4 separate regions of the Mus musculus genome follow, and regions 1, 2 and 4 are each linked to region 3. The links are chromatin contacts, called in public Hi-C and HiChIP or PLAC-seq maps. All regions are on one chromosome and are shown on one strand. Each heading gives the region's core, a stretch centred on a gene start, on an enhancer-like site or on the middle of the called end of the contact. The rest is flanking DNA. Distances are from core to core; before and after follow the strand shown. Region 1 overlaps Ubac2 (ubiquitin associated domain containing 2). Region 2 holds the start of Gpr18 (G protein-coupled receptor 18). Region 3 has its middle 53 kb from the start of Ubac2. Region 4 has its middle 34 kb from the start of Dock9.

What was found. HiChIP or PLAC-seq counts read pairs in DNA pulled down with a chosen protein or histone mark. A called contact is a pair of places that touch in the nucleus more often than the background predicts.
Region 1: a contact with region 3 is called in a CTCF HiChIP or PLAC-seq map of CD8 T cells, with 21 read pairs. The contact joins two enhancer-like sites. A contact is called at or near these places in 1 of 15 datasets of contacts at CTCF or cohesin (CD8 T cells), 1 of 484 Hi-C or Micro-C datasets (undifferentiated spermatogonia) and 1 of 115 datasets of contacts at active chromatin or transcription factors (CD8 T cells).
Region 2: a Hi-C map of Th1 cells shows a contact between it and region 3, with 2.9 times the contacts expected there. The contact joins the promoter of Gpr18 here to the enhancer-like site in region 3. A contact is called at or near these places in 1 of 15 datasets of contacts at CTCF or cohesin (CD8 T cells), 4 of 484 Hi-C or Micro-C datasets (B cells, CD8 T cells and Th1 cells) and 2 of 115 datasets of contacts at active chromatin or transcription factors (CD8 T cells and effector CD8 T cells).
Region 4: a CTCF HiChIP or PLAC-seq map of CD8 T cells shows a contact between it and region 3, with 6 read pairs. The contact joins two enhancer-like sites. A contact is called at or near these places in 1 of 15 datasets of contacts at CTCF or cohesin (CD8 T cells), 1 of 484 Hi-C or Micro-C datasets (cerebral cortex), 1 of 115 datasets of contacts at active chromatin or transcription factors (effector CD8 T cells) and 2 of 9 other capture datasets (adipose tissue and pancreatic islet).

Annotation. Positions count from the first base shown.
Region 1 is chr14:121,897,469-121,901,004 of GRCm38.p6, reverse strand. The region is part of intron 1 of Ubac2 (ubiquitin associated domain containing 2); the gene reads right to left. Among named protein-coding and RNA genes, the nearest start is that of Gm46485, 15 kb to the left of the region's middle. Within about 2 kb of position 2,279, at least 47 of the 459 cell types and tissues checked have an H3K27ac peak or open chromatin away from gene starts, as enhancers often do. A contact at or near this core is called in CD8 T cells, where this site is marked.
Region 2 is chr14:121,914,157-121,917,445 of GRCm38.p6, reverse strand. Gpr18 (G protein-coupled receptor 18) reads left to right here and starts at 1,558. Exons shown (of 2, transcript NM_182806.2): 1 at 1,558-1,769. The region is part of intron 4 of Ubac2 (ubiquitin associated domain containing 2); the gene reads right to left. It overlaps Gm46485 (a long non-coding RNA gene), which reads right to left. Exons shown (of 2, transcript XR_001781471.2): 1 at 429-3,289; 2 at 1-331.
Region 3 is chr14:121,823,431-121,826,934 of GRCm38.p6, reverse strand. No RefSeq gene overlaps it. Among named protein-coding and RNA genes, the nearest start is that of Ubac2, 53 kb to the left of the region's middle. Within about 2 kb of position 1,989, at least 188 of the 459 cell types and tissues checked have an H3K27ac peak or open chromatin away from gene starts, as enhancers often do. A contact at or near this core is called in CD8 T cells and Th1 cells, where this site is marked.
Region 4 is chr14:121,730,427-121,734,023 of GRCm38.p6, reverse strand. It overlaps a transcript of Dock9 not described here. Among named protein-coding and RNA genes, the nearest start is that of Dock9, 34 kb to the right of the region's middle. Within about 2 kb of position 1,648, at least 116 of the 459 cell types and tissues checked have an H3K27ac peak or open chromatin away from gene starts, as enhancers often do. A contact at or near this core is called in CD8 T cells, where this site is marked.

The sequences.
Region 1 (3,536 bases), core at 1,030-3,529, 74 kb before region 3:
GATTCCCAGCACCCCTGTAAGCGGCTCACAGCCATCTGTAACTCCAGTCTGTGTGACTCCTACAGTATACATACCTGCAGGCAAAACAAATATACACAGAAAACAAATTGTTTTAAAGAATCAGAAGTAAACAAAATTACTACTGAAGGCTAGCAAGAAATTAAAAAAAAAAAAATCTTGACACATAAGCTTGACCAATTATCCTCAAGACATGAGTGAAGACAAAGGGGAAGCCAACTCTACAAGGTAGTTGTGGAGAGCCGTGCCGCAAGCAATCGCCATTATAAGATGGTGCTGGCCTCCGCTGTGCCTAACTAGTAAACAAGCCTTGTACGCAGGTGCGAGAGTGAACTCACACCTAGTCACTGCCCATCTCGGGGCATAGTAATGGGGTGATGGGCGAGCAACGAATCAGGAGCTGACACGCCACATCAGGTGCTGAAACGCCATGGCTGAGGGCTATATAAGCAACGCCATTTTCCAGGGTCGGGGTCTTCCATCCTGAAGAAGCAATAAAGCTTGCCATGGTTGTGTCTTTCTTGCCGGTCGAGTGGGACGTGACAGGTAGTAGTCTGACCCCCATGGAATGCACACTCCCAAACAACCGCCCACCACTCAAACAAACCAAACACTAAATGACTTATTTTTTATATAACCATTTCAATTTTATCCAGGGCAAGTGGGATATAAACTAATCAATGTAATCTACCACATGAACGGGATAAAAGACATCAAACTGTGATGAGTCTCACTAACACGGAATAACAAGCAAAGAAGGCCATGAGTCTGGGACATCATGTGGGAGAATCTGGAGAGGGGAAAGAAGGGGGGAATTTGTATAATTACAATTTCAAAAATAAAATTTAAATAAAATACGGTATGTTAAGGAAAACACAAGCCCTCCCCCCCCCCCTTCGGCTCTACATTGCCTCTAGCACTAACACACACGCTAGCCCTGTTTACTCTTATTGCCTTGCTCCTGGCACTCACTCCTTCCTGTACCAGGGCCTTGGGCACCTCTCCCCACCTCTCCAGAACGGTCTGCTCACGACCAGGGCCCACTGCACACACCTCCCTCAGGGCTTCACTCTGCTGTGCTAGTTTCACAGTGCTCGTTTAACCCGTCTCCATCATCGGACAGACTCTATGATGGCAGAAGGTTTCTCTGTCTGTTCCTTATTCTATCCCCACAGTTCAAACAACACCTGGTATTCAGTACCGTTGATGGTAAATAAACGAATCACAGTCTAACTCTCAAAATAACCCTCAAGGTGAGCACTACACAGAAGAAGTAAGTGACTTTGCATAACAACAAGGGCCTGAGCTTGGGCACTCAGGACAGGGAAGATGTGACAAAGCTGGCAGGCAGTTAGCTTTGGGATGTGCACAGCACCAAAGTGAAGGGCCTGGAGGGTGGGGCAGGGGGGCACACAAGATAGCATCATCAAGTTCCTGAACCACTTTTGGCACACCCTGTTCAGTCCAATGGATCGCTCAGAGAAGCTTCTATTAGCAATAGAAAGTAATTAACACAGACCTACAACTAGCCAAGCTTCAGAGAGTAAAAGATTATAGACTATTCAGCCCAAAAATGTATACCCTCCACCCACCAAGGCTCAGAGATCACTGAGGAAGAGGGGGGCGGAAAGAGTGTGAAAGCAGAGGTGGTGACGGTGACTGGGAAAGCACACACACACACCCAACCCCCCCACTCCCCCCATCCCCGCTGTCTGCATGAACTCAGCAAGCCCCAAGGACCTGCTCTCAGGAGTATAGAGCACACAGTCCCACCCCTAACAGCAAAGCTGCTGACAACTGTGAGCTGTGGAGAGAAGAGCATTTTCTCTGGGAATACAGCCCCAAGTACACTGATCACACTCTAGGAGAAAACCATATATCCAAGAATATTTTGGCAGCACAAATTATCTTGAGGGTTTTGGTGTTTGTAAAAGGTCACAGAGCTAGGTGGGCAAAGAAAAGGTCTGGGAAAAGTTGAGAGGTGATTTTGACCAAAATGTATTGTACAAAACTCTCAAAGAACTAGCAACTTTTTTTATCCGGTTGGCTCCCAGCAAATGTGACAGATCAGCAAGGACTTTGTGAGAAGCCTGGCAAATGCACCTGGTAGAGTTACATTTGTACCAACAGTCTAGACGACTGAGGTGTCGGTGGGGTGGAAAGAGCCTTACTGGAGAAATGAAGAAGCAAGCATAATCAGAAGCTTACACCACGTGGCACTCCAGGAAGACTGAGTGAGCTCTGAGGTTGAGCATACAGAGAAGATGCACAAGAAGAATCTCACAGCAGCCTAGCAAGCAACCAACCAGCGGAATTACAAGTCAAACCCCGGCAATCTGATCCTACCACGACCACATCCTACATTTCACTGCCATGCAGCACCACAGTCCTGCTGTCGGTTACGAGAAAGACACATAGACGGTCACGAGAAGCACTAACAGGGGCTAGAGAGATGCCTCGGTGGTTAAGAGCACTGGCTGCTCCTCCAAAGGCCCGGGGTTCAATTCCCAGCACCCACATGGCAGTTCGCAGCTATCTATAACTCCAGTTCCAGGGGATCTGATGCCCTCACACATAGCATACAAGCAGGCAGAACACTAGTAGTGTCAAATAAAACATTAAATAAATAAATAAGCACTAACGAATCACAGCGGTGCCTTGTCCATAACAAGCACATGCAACTTCGAATGGAGACAGCAGAACAGTGTGGTGCACACTTACTACATGCTGAAATGATCAAAACTAAGACGTGTAACTGTGTGTTAATGTGAAACCACCCCCAAAGGCTACTGAAAGCCTGGTCTGAGAGCAGCATGGTGTGGTCAGTGCCTGGATGGCACTGGGACTAAACATCACTGGGTTAACTCAGAGGCAAATGGCCTGCTGTAGAACTGTGCTTCTCCAAGTGTCCTCCTCCATCTCTTCTCTCCCTCTTCCCCTTCCCTTCTTCTTCCCCTTCCCCTCCACCCTCTGTGGCAACCAACACAGCCTCTCTCTCCATTCTTCCACCCACCCATGAAGCAACCCTCTCCATCATACACCCTCACCACCACGGTACCCTGCCTCACACAGCCCTACAGGAGAGCATTTCTAAAGCCATGATCTGAAGCAAATCTTTCCTCTCTGAAATTGTTCTTCCCAGGCACCTGTCACTATGGTAGAAAGCTCAAACGCATTCTCATTCATATTCTCTCTCTCTCCCTCTCTCTCTCTCTCTCTCACACACACACACACACACACACACTCACACACACTTTCTCACATTCTCTCCTCTCTCTCACACACACACACACATGCACTCACACACACTTTCTCACATTCTCTCCTCTCTCTCACATACACACACATGCACTCACACACACTTTCTCACATTCTCTCCTCTCTCTCACATACACACACTTTCTCTCTCACATTCTCTCTCCTCTTTCTCTCTCTCTCTCTCTCTCTCCCTCTCTCTCTCTCACACACACACACACACTCACACACACTTTCTCACATTCCTCTCTCTCTCACACACA
Region 2 (3,289 bases), core at 309-2,808, 91 kb before region 3:
CACCCAAGCATAAGGCACAGAGCTGGGGCAAGGAACCGTCCAGGCCAGCCCAGCTCTGAGGGAAAATGGCAGCTGTGAGGTGGTTAGAGGGAGGGTCTACAGGTGGGTTCTGCCAAGCTTTTGGGAGGTTCCAAATCTGCCCTGGGCACCTTGCACTAAGAAATGCAAGTTCTCAACTAAGAATGCTACATACGGGGAAGACTCAAGTCTTAATGAGAAGACACCCCAGGCTCCTCATCTGTTGACTGTAGCAGCACAATCAGTACTTCCTGTCAGAAACCTTCTCACAGAACACACTGGGTCCCAGTCAAGAGGTATCCATGTGGCTGACCTGTGTAGCATATGAAAAAACATAACTTCATATAAAACAATTATGATGTAACTTGGCAATGCCAAAGCATGTCTAGAGAAGGTTTCAAGGCAATCACCTCTCACCCACACAGGAACTGCTGCAGTGGTCTCCAGTGGCTCTATAGCACATTATTCTGGAAGGCTCCCACGGCACCCAGTGGTTTGTTAGCACAGCTAACGTCAGTACCTTTTGTAGAATGAAAGTTTAGCACTTCTGGGAAAAGAAGCAAGGTTCTCAAACTACCTCAAGTTCACGCTGTGGCAGCTGTGGTGGCTGACAGCTGGAGTCCAGCTCTCAGGAGGCAGAGACAGGAAGACCAGGGTAAGTTCAAAGCCAACCTGGTCAACACAGCTCCAAAGCAGCCAGTAAGGCCCCGTCTCAAAACAGGACAGACAAGATGACAGGAGCCAGTTTAAATCGCTCACACTATAGACACAGAAGCAGCTAAGCTTAGGCACCATTTAAAGGCTGGCAAATAATGTGTAGCCAATGTAGAGATACTTAGAACTGGACAAGGGCTGGGCTACTTTAAAGAGAAAGTTAAACTCAGAGTAGCTAGACAGCGATGCTCTGGGCTGCCCAATCCTCCCTTCTGTGGGTTTCACTTCCCTTCTCAGCTGAGAACACTGCTACATATAAATTCTTCCAGCTACATGTAAATTCCCCAGTCCTTCCCATGGTTTACATGGATGTTCATGCAAGAAAAAAATTACTGCAAGTCTTCCCTGAGATAGAAAATGGACAAAGTGTAGGAAGTACCTACAGGATCCAGGAACAGATCTGCAGGGCAGGGCAGGGCAGAGCAGAGCAGAGCAGGGCCATGGAGAAGATGACAGGTGACCGAGGTGGCAGGGTGGCAGTTGCTCTCTTTCAGGCAGGACTTTTCTGGAGAGGAGTTCTCAATCCTATCACATGAGTGCTATGCATTTCAACTGGATAGGAACTACACAGGAACAACAAAAGGCTAGACAAAGTCGAGGAGCTTAGAAAGCAGCTAGGCTTTGAACCTTGCTTTGCCCAGTGTCAAATCTCCTGCCTGTAAGTGACACAAACTTCAAACATCAAAACAAGCAGTTAATTCAAGAATATCTGCCTTTCTTCAAGATATGCCATTGTTTCAAGAGCAGCCCGAGATGAGCAGGACTTCATAAACAAATCACTTGTGAAAGAGAAAACCACATCCAGGGTAAAGTCCCACGCTGAGTGTCTCATTTCAGAGCGTTTCCTGAAAACGGCAGAGCAGTGCTCAGAGCTCAGCAGACCAACCCCACTATCGGTACTACATCTCAACAACCCTCCAACAAGACACAGCACAGAGACACCACCTACCTAACACAGGCGACTCTGAGCACTCTCTCTCTGGGACTGGGCAGAGCGGCAAACGGTCACCTCTCAGACAGCCTTTGACAGACAGGAGGTAAGCTGCATTCAATTAATTTCATGGCAAACCATTATCAGAAGTAATGTTGTGTTTACTAAACTCAAAACTTCTGTTCCATCAGATGAAGACCTTGAAACAACTGGTTATTCTTTTCCCAGGATTCAGCGCTCATTTTCAATATTTTTTATTAATAGTTAAGTGTAGAGTTTTAAATGTTTTTATTTTATTTTTGAGATTCCAATATAATTACATCATTTCTTCCCTCTCCTCCCTCCAAACCCTCCCACGTGACCCTCCTTAACCGCTTACAAATTCATGGCCTCCTTCTCTTAATTGTTGTTACACACACACACACACACACACACACACACACCTAAATACATATAACCTGCTTTTCTGTGTAGTGTTACTCACACGTGTTTTCAGAGCTGACCGTTTAGTACTGGATAACCAGTTGGTGGGCTCTTCCTGAGGGAGGCCTATTGCTCCCACTTTTAGCACAGAAGCTGCTAGTAGTTCTTGGTGTAGGACTGAGGCCTCGCTCTCATTCCCCTGTCATTTAACACATTATGTTGATGACATAGTACATCATAACATAATTCAATGTCTTTGTCATATAGTTTCAATTACTGTTTCATGAAATTACTTGGCTTCAATTTAAAAAAAAATAAAAACAAAAAACACAAAACCTACAGATAGTCATGGTACTTAAGTTTTCAAAAGTTAACCTGAAAGACAATCGGTTTTCAACACTCGCTCAAAATCGTGCAGAACATAGTCCGGATGGTAATACAGAGACACAAGCATCGAGCATCGCACTGAGCACAGTGAAAACTGGGGCAGGTGGACTACAGAAAAGCAGCCAGGGAAGGACAGCCTGTAGATACAGGTGTTTTCATGACAACACCAGGGAGAATGGTGATAGAGGAAAGACCAGGACTTCATTATACCTCAGAGGCTTCTTTAAAGACCACAGTGTTTAAGCCTCTAAGTCTCCTTTGCTTAATACTAAAGATTTAACCTTACTATGCAGTAATTTTCTTATTTGCGTAGAAACTAGTATTCTAGTTATATACATTTTGGGGGTGCTATGTAGAGCAAACTAGTTTCAAACAGAGATTCCCCCTCCCTCTGCCTCAGAAGTGCTAGAGTTAAAAGCATGTTGCTACCATTCTCAGCCTTATTTGGAAATTTTAATACAGGTTTTTAGATATATAGGATTTTATTCCAAAATCACATTTAAGCCAATTATGTGGCAAACAACAATGGGACCAAAGGAGAAAGCACACAGTACCTGGTCCTGTCTACCCAACTGTTCAAACTAACTCTCATCAGCCAGCCACAGGCTGTTAATCCTCCCTATTGTTTCACTAAAGAAAGATTCAGAGCTGAATTAAACATCAGCACGCTGCAAAGTGACTTTCTTAAGGAAAATTCCTTATCCACCCTCCTATTTCAGAGAGATGCCCCCCAGGCTGCACTCTACATATGAAGTATCTTTACAGCCTCTACTGGCTAATGCACCCTGGGGAAGGGAATGTCACACTGAGAGCACC
Region 3 (3,504 bases), core at 740-3,239:
AAATGCCTGTTCATTTTTTTTTGTTTTGTTTTGTTTTTGTTTTTTGAGACAGGGTTTCTCTGTGTAGCCCTAACTGTCCTGGAACTCACTCTGTAGACCAGGCCAGCCCTGAACTCCCAGAGATCTGCTTAATTCTGCTTCCTGGGTGCTGGAATTGAAGGTGTGCACCACCACCACCCAGCTTCCCAGTAATAATTTATTTTTTTTTTAAAATCTGATTTTCGTATTTTCTTTTTTTTTTTAAAGACTTATTTATTTATTATATGTAAGTACACTGTAGCTGTCTTCAGACACTCCAGAAGAGGGCGGCAGATCTCGGTACAGATGGGTGTAAGCCACCATGTGGTTGCTGGGATTTGAACTCAGGACCTTCGGAAGAACAGTCAGTGCTCTTAACTGCTGAGCCATCTCTCCAGCCCCTGATTTTCGTATTTTCATTTGACCCAAACCATATATAGCTCTATTAATTTCCCTATTACCCTTCTCATTCACCACATGGTACATCAGGAAGACTTGAAGCTGTGTTAGAAATCCTGTCAGGCTCAGCCTGTGAGGAGGGTGGTGGAGAACATTGTCTTCTAGCTCTCTCAGCAGCTTTGGAGTCTTCAGCAGGTCCTTTCTCTGACTCATTTCCTCATGGGTAACACAAAAACACTACTTCAGTGCCAACTTGCTGTAAGGGGGTGGGAGTGGGGCGAGAATGCTGGTCATGGGGCTATCGGTTTTATTTCACTGATGGTTTTGATCATAAGGGTTTATGAAACTACACTCCTGTCTAGGGTCGGTCTGAATATCTTATATTATTTTTGGCTTTTCTGTGAACTCTATAGAGAACATGATGGAAAAACACTCCCGGTACAACAGTCTGAGCGGCAGCATCCATAAAAGGCAGCATGCTGGCTTCCCAGGGTGAATGATTTCATAACCAACCTGTGAGCTGAGAGTCCACTCCACATCTGAAAGCACATTGGCACAGAAGGGAGAGAATTCCTTTTTTTTTCTCCTTCCTTTCACATTTCATCTCTTAGATCCCTTTTCAGGACTTGTGGCTGGAAATCCTTTCCCCCTTCACAGGAAGATGACTGTTCCCAAGAGAAGCCTTCACAGTCAAGAGTCACACCCAGCAATGCAGAAATCCCACATCAGATAATCTGCAGGGCATTAGCCAAATGCCTGCTGTGGCTGACGTGTGCTAAACGTGGAGTCTCACAGAAATGGACAGAGAGTCAAAGAGCAAGCTGTTTATTTGAGAGTCTCAGGAAGTCTGCAAGTGAACAGAAGGACCCGTCAAGGAACTAAAGGTAGTGGCAGGCCAGCTGCTATGGGTAAAGGGCACTCAGCGCCAATAGGGAGGGGCTAAGGATATGCCTAGCGTGCTTGAGCCCCTGGGTCCAACTCCAGCCCTTCATAAACTGTGAGCGTAATCCTAATGTAATCCGAGGTAGATGCAGGAGAACCGGAAGTTCAAAGTCATTCTGAGCTACGTAAGGGTTTGAGGCTAGCCGGAGAATTATGGCACCCTGCCTCAAAGCACAAAAATTAAAAAAAAAAAAAAAATCAACTCACTCCCACTAGAGAACTCTGAGCGTTAGCAAAACCAAGGCCAGGGAATGGAATGGGTGAGTATTCGTCTGCCACGGGGTTTAGGAGCGGGGCACAGAAGGCACTTGTGTAGAAAGACATTAAGCACGAAGCCTCCATGGCTACCTCTAGCTGGAGGGAGCCCGCAAAGACACCCATCCATCCATTTGTTTCATAAACTATTGGAGTGGGCAAGGAGTACATGAGAATGGTAAAATCTTGTTCTAATAGGGGTGACAAGTCTAAAGGCCTGGGCGCAAACCCGAGGTACGCTGAGGTGCACATGCGCAGTGACCAGGTCTGTGGTGCCAGGCTTTGACGACTCACCAATTGACACATGTGACTGCTGGGAGTGGACAGGAAACTCCCACCTTCTGAAGCTGGCTGCCTGAACTATTTAGCTGTTCCCCAGAGAGAAAACCCTTGTGCAGGGTTAAACTTTAAGCTGGGGGCGGGGACTTCCACCTGCTCCTCTGAGAGGAAAGACTCACTGAAAATGAGCAGAGGGAGCCTGGTGGGAGGGTCAGAGGGCAAAACAGACTCGGGACAGGAAGCATCCCAGGCTCCCCTAGAAGTGTGTTCTCTGTCATGAGCAGTGTGACTCAGGCCAGTGCAAGGGATGCCAAGACTGGCCTTCGCCCAACAGCCTGAAGGGAGGGGCAGCTAAGATCCATCTGGCAATGGGTGATCTGGTCTTGAGAACAGTCAAGGCTGAGCTGTGGAGAACAGAATGTTAGGGTGTTTGCTGCTGGGTGCTTGGGCAGGTGTTGTGGGACAGACTTTTCTTGGGGTGGTGCAGCACACGTGCGAGCACACACACACACACACACACACACACACACACACTGGGTCAACTCACGCCAGGGCAGGGGAGTTGGTTACAGGGAGCAGGGGTGACTCCAAAGCAGCTGCATCAGCAGAAAGCCTAACTCTGGTGAAAACACTGGAAAACTGCATCCCTAGAGCCATGATTGTTTCTTGCAGGCAGAGCACCCTAGTCCAAACTTCTCTCTCTGCACTTTGGCTAGACAGTTTCAGCTTCCTGCAACTGTTTCCTTTCATGTTTTACTGATGGGAAGGGGCCCTCATGATTTCCCCCTTCTCTTTCTCCCCTGCTCATGACTCTGCTTACTTTCTGAGACTGCCTCCTCCTTCCTGGAGAGAATATCGAAATTCAGAGGGCCTGCATCTCAGCAACAGGTGGAGATGACTTTTATATAAATGGGTTTGGGAGGGGGAGTGTGGGGGGAGGAACGACTGGTCCTGGCTTTAGAGTGTTCTCTGGACTTTAGGGTGTTCTCCATATCCCTCAAACCTTTCCTTGGTCTTACTGCTGCCTTTTTATAATTCTTTTACAGTTTCTGTCCGCAGAACGTTCTTGTCTATAACACAGTGCCTGGTCCATCATTTGGATCAGGAGCTCAAGACCAAGTTTTCAAATAAAAAGGAATTTATTTGCCCCAGAGGGAAAGAGGGCAGGGAATCAGAGACAAAGACAACAGGAGATAGAGGACAGGAGAGAAGGGGCAGGGAACAAGGGAGTGGGGGAAGGAATATCTGTCCTGGGGGAGGGAGGGTCAAAGGACTGCCTCTGGATAGAGAGGAGACAGACATGGCCTATGGGAAAATGGCAGTTTATAAAGGTAAAAGGGGAAAGCCCATGTTAGGATGAGGTGTTTAATTTTAATTGGGTAAGTTAATTCGTAAACCGAACGGGTCTTCTGATTACTAGACTTCAATACTTTGATGGCTGGACCTTGGTGGTCAGCCTCAGGAGGAGGAAATGGCCCAATAAGGGAATAGCCCTTGGGTGCTAGCTTTAGGAATGGAATCTAATGGTTTTTAACAAGGCAGGGGGAATGGAAGAGAAGGGCTAGGCCTGCCAGAGCCATGTTTGATGCTTGGGCTGGCTGGAGTCCCTTC
Region 4 (3,597 bases), core at 399-2,898, 93 kb after region 3:
TTGCAGAGTACCTAAGGCTAGCTGGCAACTCTCAGGAATATGTCTGTCTCTAACTGCCAGCTCTGGAACTACAAGTGCATGCCATTGTATGTGTATTCGTGTGTGTGTGTATGTGTGTGCGTGCACACACGTGCACGCGTGCGTGCATGTGCGTACGAGTGCGGGTGTGCGAGTGTGTTCTGGGTATGACACTGCTTCCGGGTTCCTCTGCTTCCATCTAAGACCTTTCCCTAGTCTTCCCATTTAAATGTTGACTGCCAGTTCTAGCACAATTGATGTGGAAGATTGAGTTGGGATCTCATTCTTGAGTATAGATTTTTCCTCGGGATTTTTGCTTTACAGAGTAATTGGACGTATTAGCTCAGTGCATTGGGAGTTTGTCCTGATTGCTTGTTCTTGCTGGACAAGCGGCAGCCCTGGAGATGCTCACATCCAGGCTGCTGTAGCTGATGTGAGGGTGGCACATAGGTTGTCTGGCAGGAGGCCAGTCCATCTAAACCTTCCACTGCAGGGAAAGCTCGTAAGCTGAAGCAGACATTGCCAGTTCCACTTTCTTCCTCTGAGAAAGTCCCATTCTGCTCAAGGCCAGCACTGTCAAGTTTGACTTCCTTTCTGTAGTTGTGGGAGAAGTAAACACCTCTTGTGTTGCTGTGTGTGATATATTGTGTTTCTGCTGATCATAGCTGAGGGAAAGAGAGGCTGGTCAGTTAGAACCGGATTGCTGCTGCATACCGGGAGTAAGGGCACAAAGGAAGAAAAAAAAAACGACTAGTCTTCAATTTTTCTTGGTGTGTGTGTGTGTGTGTGTGTGTGCACGCTCGCGTGAACACGTGCGTGTGTGTACCTGTGTGTACATGTACTTCTGCTGCACACATGGAGGCTAGAGGAAATCTTTGGTGCCATTCTCAGGAACACTGTACACTTCATTTGAGACAGGTTCTCTCCTTGGCCCAGAGCTCACTGCTAAGGCCAGACTGGCCAGCGAGCCTGTCTCTAACCCCTCAGTGCTAATTACAAGTGCACCTGCCATTTTTATGTGGTTCTTAGGGATTGAACTCAGGTCCTACTTGAAGGGCCTTTGTTGACTGAGCCGTCTCTCCAGACCCTTGAGTTTCTTTCATTATGTATATCATTTATTATCATGTTATTTATATCCCATTATCATACTGGGATAATGCAACTCTTTATTTTGCTCATTGTAAATTTAATATTTTAGTTTTTGTCCCTACTACCTTAAAATTGAAGTTTTTTTCATGGTTAAACTAGTATAGAATTTAGCCTTTCATAGCATCAAGATTTTTCTGAGTACTTAACTTCCTTCAGACTTGGTCCTTTCTAGTTCTTACAAAAACCATTGACTGTGAAGGTCTTTTGACTTGTATGCTAATTAACAGCCATTTGACATTGGATACTGTTCGAAGAGCACAGAATAGATGACACCCTTCTCTTTTGTGTCTGTATATATCTTTGGGATGGGGTGCATTGAACTAGGGGGCAGGCAGAAGGTGTAAATGCAAAATGGTGGTGTGTTAAAGAGCTTGAGGCATTTGGGAAGAGTAAAAGCTGGGCTTTGTTGTAATTGTTCTTCAGTAATACCCTCTGCCTGCCTTGCTGCATCTGGTGGGAGGAGCCTCGTGGCTTTCCGGTGTTGGGGCACCCACCAACGCCTCAGCACTGCCTGCAAGGTTCCAGCGCTCGCTGCAGGACCTTGGCTGTGGATAGTTTGTTTTCCGTGTTCCTTCAGTGCCTTTCCTCATGATGCTCAGTGGATTCAACTCTCTGTTTAGATCACTGCAGTGAGTTGGGCTGATGTTTTCGAGGCGCAGTTGGCTCTCAGTCTGAGTTTCCCCCTGCATCTTAGCTGTGGGTACTCTGCTGTGTAGTTGCAACTGCTTGGCCATGCAGCCTTCATTCAGCAGAGAAAGAGGGGGCAGGACCTGTCTGCTGCAGAGGAGGAAAGGGCGGGACCTGCTTACTACAGAGGAGGAGGGGGCGGGACCTGTTTACTACAGAGGAGGAGGGGCTGGACCTATCAACTACAGAGGAGGAGGGATATGACCTGTCTGCAGAGGAGGAGGGGGCGGGATCTATCAACTGTAGAGGAAGACGGGGAGGGGCTTATTTATTTCAGAAAAAGATGAGGCAGGAACTGTCTGCAGTGGAGGAGGGGCGGGTCCTAACAAACTGCAGAGGAAGAAGGGAGGGGTGGGACTTGTCTGTTGGAGAAGAGGTGGGGATGGGACCTGTCTGCTGCAGAGGAAGAAGGGCAGAACCTGCCTGCTGCAGAGTGGGGAGAGGGCGGGGCCTGTCTACTGCAGAGGAAGACCTGCTCCAAGGCTTCATCAGTATGCACCATTTTACTTAACAGTGAGATTTATTTATTTTAGCACTCATTAAACTATAACAGGCAGAAAACACTGATTGTGGAAATTGAGAGCCTTATGTCCACTGTACAGAGAAAACGATTGGTATAAATATCTCAAGACAAAATATTTCAGGGTATCATCCATATATATAGATCACAGATATGCTCATTAAAAAAAGCATTGATGTTAGTAGGGTCTCAATTGTGTCTTTCTCTGCCCCACCAGATTCATATACCTGTTCTGTGCCTTTGCCACCAGAGCCAGCTCTATCGTGTTGCCCAGGCAAGGTGTAGGGCTCCCTCTCCAGAGTTCTGCAGCTAGAAAGGAGCAGGGCCACCTCTCTGGCTCTTGACCTTGGAGGATGTTCACCCGCCTGCTGCAGGCATTGAGGGGTGAGGTGGGGGGAGAGCTTCTCTTCCCTGCCCCTACCACCCTACAGCAGATGAGAGGCGGGGTCAGCTTCCCACTCTCACACCCTCTGGTCAGCCCACCCACTCCCCTGCAGTCAGGGTCAGCTCTACTGTGTTACCCAGGCAAGGGGTGGGGCCATATCAGCACAGTGCCTCAGGCAGCCATCCAGACCAAGGATATCTGCATGGGCTTTGATCTCAACTGCCATAAGACCTTGGACCTAGATTTACACCCCCCCCCCCCCCGACCCCCACCCCTGCAGCAGCATGGCCCTCAGATATCCCACATAGTCTCTGGTGGCAGCCCAGCCCAGATATCTGCTTGGCTTTTGGTGGTAACTCGGGCCACAGACATTGACACAGATGCCAGCTGCAACAGGACGGCCGACCCATACTTGGGCCTTGGTGGCAGGTACCTGGATGCCTTTCTTCCAGCCACTTCAGGGGCCAGTGGAACCAGGGCTGGCATTTGGGGCCACATCTCATTCTTAATAGTGTTTCATCTTATGTATGCAACATTTTGTGTTTATGTATTCATTTACTCATTCATTCATTCATGTTTTTTGAGACAGGGTTTCTTTGTGTAGCTTGACTGTCCTGGAACTTGCTCTGTAGACCAGGCTGATCTTGAACTCACAGGGATCCTTCTGCCTCTGCCTCCCAAGTGCTGGGAAATTTTTCATTTATTTTTATTTTATGTGCATTGGTTGGTGTCTTGCCTGCATGCATGTCTGTGTGAGGGTTCAGATGGCCTGGAACTGGAGTTACAGTTGTGAGCTGCTGTGTAGGTGCTGAACATGGAACCTGGGTCGTTTGGAAAA